Linked DNA regions of Pan troglodytes: region 1 is linked to region 2. The links are chromatin contacts, called in public Hi-C maps. All regions are on one chromosome and are shown on one strand. Each heading gives the region's core, a stretch centred on a gene start, on an enhancer-like site or on the middle of the called end of the contact. The rest is flanking DNA. Distances are from core to core; before and after follow the strand shown.

Region 1 (6,357 bases), core at 3,679-6,178, 320 kb before region 2:
TTTGAATATTGGTCATTGAATCAAATCACTGCTGAGCAAACGTCGAGACAACTTCTGAGGGTCATCTCATAGGGGACAAAGTTACCTAAATGCGAGAAAACATGTCTTTATCCATCCTGGCATTGCTAATCCCTGCCCTCATTTACAAATTGTATTTTATACTTATATGTATTTTTTATCTTTACATAGTTTATTCACAAGATCCATAAAAACATTTGACTGTCTCTTATTTGTCATTCTTATTTAAAAGTTGGTAAAGAACATTTAGAATGAGCTATGTAAAATTGTTTTGAGAACACTTAGCTTTAACTTCAGTTCTTAAGAATCACAGCCTTCGGATTCATTTTTATTCAGGGAGAAATAATGCTTTTAAAGCATATAACTGATCTGGAAGAATGCTATATTGTTTTATCTTCAAGACTTGCATGTCAAAAATTCACCTGCAGGTTATTTTCTTTTTAGAGCTCCTTGGGAAGGGAATGCTGTAATGAAGTGACATTAGGATATGTTTATATTTATTTCAAAGTGTCAAGATGGGCATGCTGGAAATTTGAATTCCTTGAATTTGAATTCCTTCATGACCTTTTAAGTTAATCTTTGATGCCAGCTCAAGGGGAGTGTGAGAAACGTGAGAATTCAACTAGCTTCAGTTGAATACATGTTACACTTCAATGACTAAATTTTTTTAGTATGGAAGGTTACTAAGTGACAAGTAAAGGAGAAGTCTGATTATCAAAACATCATTCTATCCTTGAAAAAATACCAAACAAACGTATTCCAGCCAATAGTTTTTCCAGATAATGTTCAGAATTTATGTTAAAAAGTCGTGCCTTGAGATTATAAAGTCTAGGAGGCTTACCAAGTTTTTTTTTTTTTTTCAATAGCTTTAGGGATACTAGTGGTTTTTGGTTGCATGGGCAAGTTGTATAATAGTGAAGCTGGGCTGCTAGTGTACCCATCACCCGAATAGTGTACCCAGTAGGTGATTTTTTCAGTCCCACATCCCCATTCTGAGTCTCCAATGTCCATTGTACCACTCTGCATGCCTCTGAATATCCATAGCTTACCTCCCACTTATAAGTAAGAACATGCAGTATTTGGTTTTCCTTTCCTGAGTTACTTCACTTAGGATAATGGCCTCCAGTTCCATCCAAGTTGCTACAAAAGGTGTTACTTTTTATGGCTGAGTAGTATTCCATGATATAGATATAACACATTTTCTTTATCCACTCATCTGTAGATGAGCACTTAGGTTAATTCCATATCTTTGCAACTGTGAATTGTGCCACAGTAAACATACAAGTGCAGATGTCTTTTTTATTAAACATCTAGGGTAGCTATTTTTCATTTATTCATTGAACATTTTTTCCTTGAAAATATACTAGATGCAGTAATGGACAAACTAGAGAAAGTCCTAGCCCTCATTCTAGCATTTATCCATGTGGATTTTCTAGCAGTGGTTGAAATATACCAGAATCATGTGACGTTCTTTTCGTATCAAAAGATACAGTTAATATCCTGATACACCTCCCCAACAAGAATATATCAAAATGTGAAGGAAAGAGAGGGGAAGGTATTTTGAATAAAGCTCTTCTGGCTAATTTTTCTCTTTTTTCAGTATAAAAAATTTTAATATATTCAAAAAGCTGAAAAATAGTACAATAAACACTTAACATTTACTACTTAGATTCAACAATTTTGAACATTTTGCTATATTTGCTTTGTGTGTATGTATATGTCTATGTGTTTTCCCCACCAATTTTGAGGCAAGAGCATAGCCTGAAACTTTCCCCCAAATGGAGTCCCTCTGATGTAGTAGGCTATTATTAATTTTGTTTGATTTCACTGGGAGGGTGGGAGGACAGTCGTGTACAGCATACCAAGGTTGGATTTCTTGTCAGTAGCCTCTGTAGTAATTGTGATATATGCTGGTCAAGATTGTTATAGAGAGATATTGTCATCGCTGTTATCAGATACAAGTTTGAATTCAGTTCCATGGTCTATTTGAAGAGGTTTTTTTGTTTATTTGTTCTTGGTGAATGTTCTTGTTTTTTTTGAAATCATACTGTGGCAGCTAGGCAGGTGATATGCTTCCCCCTCCAATATTAGTACAATAATCATTCACTGTTTGCATGCTCTTTTTACATCCATTTACTTTAACCTGTCTGTGCCTTTATATTTAAAGTGAAGTGTGCTTCTCCTATCTCAGAAAGTTTAAAATATTGTTCCAGGTGTCTTCTGGACTTCGTATTTTCTAAAGAGAAGTCTGATGATTCCAATTGTTGCCCTGTATATGTTTTTTTCTCTCTGTCTCCTTTCACAACTTTTTTATTTTTGGTTTCTATCAACCTAGGCATTTATTTTTGTGATTGATGTTGTTTTTAATCTTCTTTACAGTTCATGAGCTTCTTGAATTTATAAATTTATCTCTTGCCAAATTTAGGACTGTTTTTAGCTATAATTTATGCTGATGTTTTTTCCCACCACTTTCTCTCATTCCCCACCTTCTGGGACTTCAGAGGGTCCTGAAACACTTTCTTTTTAAATTTTTTTCTCTCTCCTCTTCAGATGGGGTAATTTTCACTGACCTTTTTCCAATCAATTTTTTGTCATCTTCATTCTGCTATTAAGCCTATCCAGTAAGCTTTTTATTTCAGATATTGAATTTTTCAAGTTTTAAAGCTCCTGTTTGTTTTCGTTGTTGTTATATTTCTAGTTTCTCTGCTGAGATTTCCCATTCTTTTCATCCATAATGAGCATATCTTCTCTTACCTCAGCAGTAATTATAGCTGCTTTAAAGTCTTGTTATTTCTGATATCTGGGTCGTATCAAGGTTGGCTTCTGTTGATTGTCTTTTCCATTGGGGGTGGATTGCATTTTCCAGATTCTTCATATGTCAAGTAATTTTGGATTACATCCCAGACATTGTAAATGTTTTCTTGTGGAGGGGGAAGAATGTGTTTTTGTTCATTCTTTAGAGACTTCAGTAGTTGGTTCTTGTGTTTTGTCCACAGTTTATTATCTGCAAAAGAGTTAGTCTGTTAAGAACTTTCTCTGACCTAGCAAAAGCTGAACTCCTGATACGCTTCTTCATCTTTTTTTCTCCCCCCTCCGAGACGGAGTGTTGCTCTGTCACCCAGGCTGGAGTGCAGTGGCAGGATCTTGGCTCACTGCAACCTCCACCTCCCGGATTCAAGCAATTCTGCTGCCTCAGCCTCCCGAGTCACTGGGATTACAGGCACCCACCGCCACGCCCAGCTAATTTTTGTATTTTTAGTAGAGACAGGGTTTCACCATGTTGGCTAGGCTGGTCTCTAACTCCTGACCTCATGATCCGCCCCACCTTGGCCTCCCAAAGTGCTGGGATTGCAGGTGTGAGCCACTGCGCCCGGCCGCTTCTTTGTCTTTTAACTGCCTGTCAAGTTTCCTGCTAAACTACACACCTGCACTATCATGCAGAAAGAGATTTTTTCATGTCTTCATGCAGGTGGAGTGAGAGCTGCCAAGGGTAAAACAGTGATGAAGTATGTCATCCTCACTATGGCATTCTTTTTCCTGCATCTTCTCCACTGCTACCTCTCACATGCACTCTTGTCACCAGTGATGAAAGGACTTAGATGTATTTAGCAGCAAGTACCACTGCCACCTCATCAGGAACATAGGGAGAGAGGAAAATCGCAGAACAAGATAACGACAGAAGCTGGTAAATATAGTGTATAAGAGCAGATAGAGAAAGCTCTGCTGGCACAGATGTGGGCATGTGGTGCATGAGCCCAAAGAAAACTAAAAATGAAGGAGAAACAGAGGGTAGGGAGCCACCTGTGCCACCTTTGTGCTAGGCCGTTTAACATCTGTGGTCTCATGTAATCTTCAGAACATCTCTGTGACATGAGTTCATAGTATTTCCACTTTATTTGAGAGGCTCCGAAACTGAAAGAACTTCAGTGATTTTCTGCAAGTTAAAAAACTTTATAAATGGCTAGGCAGAAAAGAAAATGTCTTTTTTCTTTCCTGCAGCTAGTTTTAGTCATCTGAAGTCCCTCTGCAAATTTGAGGGAGTAGTAAGGATTTTTCTAGGTTCTGCCAGCTTCCTCAGTGAGAACTCCAGGCATCTGGCTTGGAAAAGTTGGCTAAAATGCTTCACAACAGCCCTCTCGCATGTTTCAGTTCTTTGCTCTGCTCGGGAGGCGAACTCGATCGATCTTAAGCCCAAGCTTAGTTTAAGTAGGGGAAACCCTTCTCTACCTCCCAACTCCCCTTCTTCCACCCCACCCCCAAATCTCAGTCTGCTTCCTGATGGCCTTTATAAACCAGCGCCTTAAGAAAAAGAGTTTGAGTACTCTTCAGTAGATACATAGGGATCACCTTGTGAGTGAGGGGCAGAGTATTTGGGTTGGAATTCTTCCTTACAGATTCCTCTCACTTCCTGACTTCCATTCCTCTTGTCCTTGTGCTCACTCTCAAATTTCCGCTACATTGAGTCATGTTCACAGAGAGCAGCATGTGACCAAGAGCCACTTGCTTCTTCCACACATAGCCCAGGGGTCTGTCTGAATTCAGGTTCTTTCCTCTGTTTAATTTTCTTCCTATACCTCTCTATGCTCAAGACCCTAGAGTAGACTGCTGGTTCTCAACCAGGGGTGATTTATTTGGGTTGTCCAAACTTGGGGAAAGCTACTGGCATCTTGCGAATAGACGCTGGGGATGCTGCTAAACATCCTACAAAGCACAGGACAGCCCCTCACAACCAAGAATTACCGCTGACCCCACCAAACGTTCATTAGTGCCAAGACTGAGATGCCCTGAAACAGACTCCTGAAGCCTTTTCTCTGTGTCCTTTCTCTTCCCTCTCCCTTGCCTTCATTAGGGCCCCCCCACCCAAGTGTGATGATTATGCGAGGCTAGCCATTGAAACCTTATACCACAGAATTTCAGCTTCCCAAGCCCCTCAAGCATTTCAGAGCTGCAGGGGTGGCCCTTTCTGGTGGAGACTGAGATAGGAAATGGCTGAATGAATTGCTAATGGACATTTGGTGAAGGACCCATGAGTGGGATTTGCAGAGGAGAAAAGCTCAGGAACCCTTAATTCTCAAACACGGACATTGAGGGTGCACCATGGCTGCTAGGGAGTTGGGGTTGAGAAAGATGTTTTTGAAGGATATGTATGTGTTGTATGTAGGTGAGGTGAAATTGTACCTTTACCAGTTTTTAGGGTATTTCAGCTAGGCCTAAGAATTAGATTGACATAGATAGATCAACAGGAGAAAAACATAGAAATTTATTTAGTATGAATTTTACATGGCAAGGAGCCTTTGTAAGGAAATGAAGACCCACAGATGCAGTTAGAATTGAAAACTTATATACTGAATTTACTACTCTTTTGGCGAAAGAGTAGTAAATTGTGAAACTGTGACAAGGCAGAGGAGCTTGGGCAGAGTAGGTAATTGGGCAGAGAAGTAACGAGGAAGATAAGGGTTAGCTTAACAAGGTTTGTTTGTACATATTTTCCTCGGTCTCAGCTTCCCGTCCTTGATGATAAGAATGATGCTTTCCTTCTGGTAGAGGGAGGCTGTCTTTCACACGGGAATTTCATTTCCTGCTTGTATGAAGAAGAAAGGTCAGAGAGTTCTTGCAGTTGCTGTTTTTCAAGTACCTTTTACTCAAAATAGTCAGTATGCCAGAGTAATGTATTTTGGGGTGACATATTCTAAATTCCTTTGTTGTAAAAGTATTAAGCCTTGCATGGTTGTAGTGGAAATCATCGAGAGTGATTTAATTTATAGATGTTAGAGAATTTGGAAACATTTTGAGTTGACTGTGTAAAAATAATTTTGGCTATGGCTGTTTTTGAAAAGAAATTAATTATGAATAATTACCATTTACCCAGAATCTATTATTCATATCATTAACAAAGCCACATTAGTTTTGTGGTAAGTTTTGTTTTATGCAACACTAAAATCTGTTCATGCATTTGCCTTTTTCATTTTATAACATGATTGTCAACTCTCAACTGAAAAAAGGGTGGGGAAGCAACATTGGTTCCACCTGGAATCAGTTTTTTTCCTTTTTCTATTGGAATGAAAATCCTGCTTTTCAGGGGGCCACACAGCCAGAACATTTACCCATAGCCATCTAAGACTGCTGATAAATATAAAGTATAACTTTATTACAGTGACCCCGTGTCAGTGTCCTTTGTAATTCTGATTAGTCCTGATAATTACCTTGGACTTTTCATCACCTAACCAGTAAAAACCCAAGTCTGCCCAATATTAGAGTTTGTGGGGCAATAAAAGTCTCTGCACTGGACTGAGTTGCTCCCAAGATTTCATATCTGTAAGCAAATCACTGCCTGATTCT
Region 2 (6,304 bases), core at 2,092-4,591:
GAAAACGTCAGGGTGAGAAAGACTGGATTCCTGTGCCAGACCAGGGGTCAAAATCCTCGACACTCTACACATGGCCCTGAAGCAGGCAGTTGTTGTTGTCCTCGAGCTGCCTAAGGACAAGTCGGAGCCTGTATAGGGAAGACTCAGTCAGCGTCCCTGTCTTCTATTCCTAATGACTGATTAAAGCCGTTGAAAATGTTAAAAGCCATTCCAAATGCCACGCTGGTGGAACAACTGTGTTTTCTTCACACTCAGGGAGATGGAGGCTGAGGAAGCACTGGTGACCATGAGGAAGGGGGTCTCATGCTGGCGTTTGGGGAACCCTAGCTGTCCCTGTTCCCAGCTTGACTCTGTGGTCACCACAGTAGGGACAGACACTCCCCTCCAACCACTCCCCAATGCCCTCCAGACTTAGGGGAGGGTCCGCAGATTCTGCTTGGGAGCGCGGTGGAGGCCCAGACCACAGCCACCCCTGCCCCTGGCCTCGGGGTGGAGGGGCAGAGCCAGGCAGCTCTGTGAGTGATGTTGGCCCCATGCTGAAGGCCAGCTTCCCCTTGCCTGCCACTTGCTTTGCCTTGGAGGGTGCCCCTGAGCCAGTGACAAGTGTTTGCGGGAGCCACGCTCTGCCCTGGGTAAGAAGAAATTTCTACCTTTTCTCCCTGCTCCACAAAGAGAGCTCTACAGCCCCTCACAGGCAGAGAACAATTAGCGACTCAAAAAGGAAATGTATGGGATGAGACACTTACTTACGCTTTGCAGGGGCCCCTCCGCTTCAGGAGGACCTTCTAAGGAAGGCTTTCTATTGGTTTGGAGCCTCCGATACGTTCTAACATCTCAGCTTGGTGGGGGTGCCCTTGAGGTCTTCATCCTCTCTCTGCTCACCTGGAAGTGCCCTGTGCTCCCTGGGGCCAGTTAGTGCCCCATCCGGCAGGTTTTTCTCCTCTCATGATGCCCAGCCATGGGAGGGGGGGGTGCCTCCAGATGCCCCAGCCAAGGCTCTCAGGGCAAAGGATCGAGGTTACTTTCTCGAAGGTCACTCAGGCTTGTGTGGGGTGACGCAGCGGGACAGGAATGACTCCAAGATGCCAAGACCGGAAGAAAACACACTCTGTCCGCCCTCTGCAGTTCCCCCAGGCCTCATCTCTCAACAGCCACACAGAGAGTCAGGACAGGGTGTCTCAGAAACATCCCCTCCAGTGTCTAGCAGCTGAACGAGGGCGGCAAAATGCCATGCCAGGCTCCACCAGAACTTATATGTCCCTGCAGAAGTGTGATGCCATGGGAGCCTACAGGGCATGGTGAAATACCCAGAAGTTACGTAAAGGGGCAGCTGCTAGATGTTAGAAGAAAGACAAGTTCCCGGCCAGAATATTCAATCTTCAGCAACCAGAAGCTAGGCCTCACTGTTTAAAAAAAAATAAAAGGAAAGGAAAGAAAGAGAGAAAGGAGGAAAAGGCCTACAATGATCCAGATCTCAATGTTAAAAAAAAAAAAAAAATTTAACTTTTGTGCCCTAATTCATAACACCCAAAAAGAGTGACATTCAAATTTCTGAACAGTCAATTCTGGCAAAAATATCAGAATCTTACAAGTGGAAAAAAAATTCAAAAGATTATCTTTCCTGGTGATTCTCAAACATGATCCCATGAAATCACATTGGGAGCCTAATAAAAATCACAGGTTTCAGGGCCACCCTACAGACCTAGTCGGGCTGGAATCTCTCGGGACTGATGCTAAGATATTTGTGAGTTTAGCAAGCTCCCCAGGTGCTCTGATGATAATGAGGTTTGGAAACCACTGGTGGCCCACTGCTCCTGAACCTTTCCTGTGCATGCGAACCACCTGGTGATCTTGTTCAAATGCAGGTTCTATTCCAGGTCTGAGTGGAGCCTGGGATTCTGCATTTCTGTTGCTGATGCTGCTGGTCCTAAAGCCATACTTGAAATATCCGGACTGTTCTCCAACCTCCCTCACTTGACTGAGAAACAGATAAACTGAGTAGCAGATATAAGGGAAGCCGAGAGGAGAACTGCTGAGTTAAAAGAGAAAAAAATGACGTGGGTGGGAGGTGAGCGAAGAGAAAAAAATGACGTGGGTGGGCACTGAGCCGAAAGGAAGCTGCAAGCTAATTGATCAAGAATGATAGTAATCTCAGCACTTTGGAGGGAGGCCAAGGCAAGAGGATTACTTGAGTTAGGAGTTTGAGACTGGCCTGGGCAACATGGCAAAACCCTGTCTCTACAAAAAATAAAAAAATTAGCCAGGCATAGTGGCTCACGCCTATGGTCCCAGCCACGTGGGAGGCTGACACAGGAAAACTCCTTGAGCCCAGGAGGCGGAGGTTGCAGTAAGCCAAGATTGTGCCACTGCTGCAGCCTGGGTGACAGAGCAAGACCCTCCCCCCAACCCAAAAAAAAAAAAAAAAGAATGATGGTAAAGCTGGTTTCAAAGCCAGCCCCAGAATCTCCACTTGGTCATTTTCTTACCAGACAACAGTCTTGGGGCTTGTTTCCTAGTGATCATTGCAGGTGTGCAATGGGAACTAGAATTCTGCACAGGCCCCTGGGACTGAGAGCTTGCTGTGCAGCTGAACCATAACTGCCCCACTCTTTGGCAAAATCAACTTTAGAGTCTACATGCCGACCTCTGGCATGTGTTCCAGGGTGCTCATCAGGCAGTCCCTGACACCCTACCACCCTGTGTATACAAGTGTGCACGTGCACACACACACAGAAATGTGGCTCCAGACACCCCTCCACCTGGTGTATACAGTGTGCACATACACATGCTTCACAAGTGACAACAGGAAATAATCACCCTGTCTTCTGAGGGCCCTGTGCTGGACATCTATCCCATCTCTCATTCCCTTGACCCACTTTGTGCTCAGCCCTTGCTGCAGCAACTGGCTGGGCACAGGTGTAGGCCAAGGGCACCTTGCCTTAGCCACCCCTAGTCTTCTGCCCCTGGGGCTTCTTGGCCTGCCTTCCGTGAGATGCTCACTGAGCAGGCCAAGCCATTCTAGCACCTGTGCAAACCTGGCGGAAATGAACAGTCCCTGGGGGAACTGTTCATTTAGGCAATAGGAATGGGAGCTGGTAAATAAAGATTATCCTCTCCCGGGCCTCATGTAGACAAAGCATTCCATTCATCAGACTGTCCCCAGAGGGATGGAGCCCCAATTGCCTCCAAGGGTAACCAGCTCACAATGCACACTTGGATTGGCTTTCCTCCTTTCCTGGTTCACTTTCCCAGCCTCCCTAAAATAAACTCCCTACATGAAAGCCATGCCAGGCTCTGTTTTAGAGAAAAACCTGACTAACCCATGCCCTCCAGTGGTAGTGGCTAAATCCTGCAGAACAAGGAAGGAGGAGGCTGCAGACTTCAGAGAGGGCTGGCCCACAGTGACCCAGAACACCAGAGGCTCTCCCTAAAGCCACAGCCCTTGCCTGAGGCTCACTGCAGCTGTGCAGGTTTCTGAGATCAAATTATGTTGAGTCCAAAAAATAATTTAAGGTCCTCTGTGCGACGTTGGAAACAAGAGAAGGAAAGCTAAAGAAACAAGGCTTGTTTAGCCTGGAGAAAAGGTTAATAACCAACTTCATAAAAATAAATGGGTGCTTCTCAATGTTAGCTGATGTAAGAATGCAGGGAGATAGGACTGACCTGGAGCTGAAGGGCCATTTCACCCGTCGGTATGCTGCCAAAGTGGAGATGGCATCTCCCGGTGAAGTAATGAGCTCCTCATCATCGGAGGCATTCAGCTTGTGATGCAGAGGGGTAGACTTACTGGGGATAATGTGGATGGGATTCATTCTTTGGATAAAGCTTTTAAAGTTATTCCTTTTTTTTTTTTTAAGATGGAGTCTCACTCTGTCACCCAGGCTGGAGTGCAGTGGCACGATCTTGGCTCACTGCAACCTCCGCTTCCCAGGTTCAAGCAATTCTCTTGCCTCAGCCTCCTGAGTAGCAGGGATTACAGGTGTGAGCCACCACGCCCAGCCTAAAGTTATTCCTTTTCTAGGCACCTCTTTAAAAATCACGAATCCTTTTCAAACTAGGATTCTGTTAGTATGAGTCTGCCCCAAAAAGGGGGAATGTCGACTGATAAGTGACCTCACAAACTCCCCCAGTCCAAGGACATTGAATTGTGCTTTTCCGCTGTTTTTTTCCTGAGTAGGCTGTTTACTCATGAGGTCTTGGCACCACCTAGTGGGCTCTTTTGTTCATTACAACATGTGCCTGGCCAACAAGAGTATTAACTGTAAAGTTTAATACATACACCCTTTTTTATTAAAGCATCAATTCAACAAAAATGTATTAAATACAAGTTATGGGTTAAGCATTGTGCTATCACCTGGGGTGCAACATTAATCAAACAAGACATGGTCTCACCTTCATGAGGCTCATATTCTAATGGACTAGACAATAAACATGTAAACAACAAAAGAATTAATTGCTATACGTTGTGATGTCAGGAAATAAACCCATTGTGTGATATAGAGTAATGTAAGCAGGAAGAGGCTATTTTAAGTAGGATTGGCAAGGCCAGTGCGGTGGCTCACATCTATAATCCCAACGCTTTGGGAGCCCCAGGTGGGTGAATTACTTGAGGTCAGGAGTTCAAGACCAGCCCGGGCAACATAGTGAGATGCCTGTCTCTACAAAAAAATATAAAAATTAGCAAAGTATGGTGGCACCTGCCTGTAATTCCAGCTACTCAGGAGGCTGAGGTGGGAGGATCACTTGAACCAGGAGGTGGAGGCTGCAGTGAGCCAAGATCATGCCACTGCACTCTAGCCTGGGCAACAGAGCGAGACTGTCTCAAAAAAAAAAAAAAAATTAGCTGGGTGTAGTGGCAGGCATGTGTGGCTCCCAGATACTTAGGAGGCTGAGGCAGGAGGATCACTTGAGCCTGGGAGGTCAAGGTGACAGTAAGCCATGTTCACGCCACTGCACTCCAGCCTGGGAGACCTAGCAAGACACTGTCTCAAAAAATAAAAAATAAAATAAAATAAATGGTGGGCAGAGAAAGCCTCTGCACGTGGAAAATCGTGGAGGAGCCAAGAGCTTGGCCATTCAAGGAGCTGAGGCCAGCATGTTCAGAGCCCAGTGGGTTAGCCCAGAGGGGCGCAGTGGGACTGGAGAGAGAAACGAGGGGAGTTCCATGTTCGTAAACATTTCCTCAAGTGAAAGCACACAAATGGTTAGGGTGGGCTCCTCCAGAACAATATCTAATTAAATTAAAATTTTCAAAACATGGGGAGAGGGAAAAATGCCTTGACATGAACTTGGCCACGTGCCCAAGTCCAGGAAGCCCCTACCAGGGCCATGGGTCACAGCTGTGTGCCCCACTCAAGAGAGCTGCATCTGCTCCCCACACCCTGCTTCAGGGTCCCCATTACTGATAAGCTGCATCTTTATTTATTTTGGAACCTCATTTTTAAAGTCTGGAAGAGTGGTTCTCAACCTTGGCTGCAAATTACCTGGGAGCTGTTAAAACCCCCAAAGTCTAGCTCACACCCTTGACCAGTTAAAGCTTCATCCCAGGAGGGTAGGCCCTGGGCACCAGTGCTTTGAAAGCCTGCAGGTGATTCCCATGTGCAGCCAAGGCTGAGAACAGCTGGTCTGGAAGTATACTCACCAAAAGAAAAACAAGAGACCTCATTTGATATTCTCAAGTAGAGAAGGCTACAGAAGTAATGAGGCTGTTTTCTTTTTCACTACCAGGCCTCTTCCCCAGGTGGAAGCCCTGACTCTGGGCCACCCAGCCCTCGACACTACGCTCTCATTATGTTCCCACCTGGACGCTTCACCATGCAGTCAACAGACCCTGTGAGCTGACTTTGCAGACATGTACTTTTTCGTAATGGCAAGCAGGCCTGCTACAGGCACAGGAGTTCTTGGGTTTCCATGGCCTTGTTACTCAGTCACACTTCCCCAAGGTGCAGAGGGTCCAAGAGCCAGACCTCCGAAAGCGGCGATTCTCCGCTGAGCGGCACATCACAACGGCCTGGGGAGCTCATAAATACTGATCCTTGGGCCCAACCCAAGATTGATTTCTGGGCTACGGCTTGGGCTGTTGGGTGATTCTAAAATGCAGCCAAAGGCCAGGCACAATGGCTCACACTTGAAACTCAGCACTTTGGGAGGCCGAGGTGGACAGATCACTTGAGGTCAGGAGTTCGAGACCGGCCTGACCAACGTAGTGAAACCCCGTCTCTACTAAAAAATACAAAAGTTAGCCAGGTATGGTGGCGTGTACCTGTAATCCCAGCTACTCGGGAGGCTGAGGCAGAAGAATCGC

What was found. Hi-C and Micro-C count contacts between places; a contact is called where the count stands out from the background.
Region 1: a contact with region 2 is called in a Hi-C map of induced pluripotent stem cells, with 4 times the contacts expected there. The contact joins two enhancer-like sites. A contact is called at or near these places in 5 of 7 Hi-C or Micro-C datasets (blood, induced pluripotent stem cells, a lymphoblastoid cell line and 1 more) and 1 of 1 other capture datasets (stem cell-derived neural stem cells).

The regions. Positions count from the first base shown.
Region 1 is chr7:108,727,807-108,734,163 of NHGRI_mPanTro3-v2.0_pri, reverse strand. The region is part of intron 10 of STK3 (serine/threonine kinase 3); the gene reads left to right. Among named protein-coding and RNA genes, the nearest start is that of KCNS2, 53 kb to the right of the region's middle. Within about 2 kb of position 4,928, at least 1 of the 24 cell types and tissues checked has an H3K27ac peak or open chromatin away from gene starts, as enhancers often do. A contact at or near this core is called in induced pluripotent stem cells, where this site is marked.
Region 2 is chr7:108,406,483-108,412,786 of NHGRI_mPanTro3-v2.0_pri, reverse strand. No RefSeq gene overlaps it. Among named protein-coding and RNA genes, the nearest start is that of POP1, 47 kb to the right of the region's middle. Within about 2 kb of position 3,341, at least 7 of the 24 cell types and tissues checked have an H3K27ac peak or open chromatin away from gene starts, as enhancers often do. A contact at or near this core is called in induced pluripotent stem cells, where this site is marked.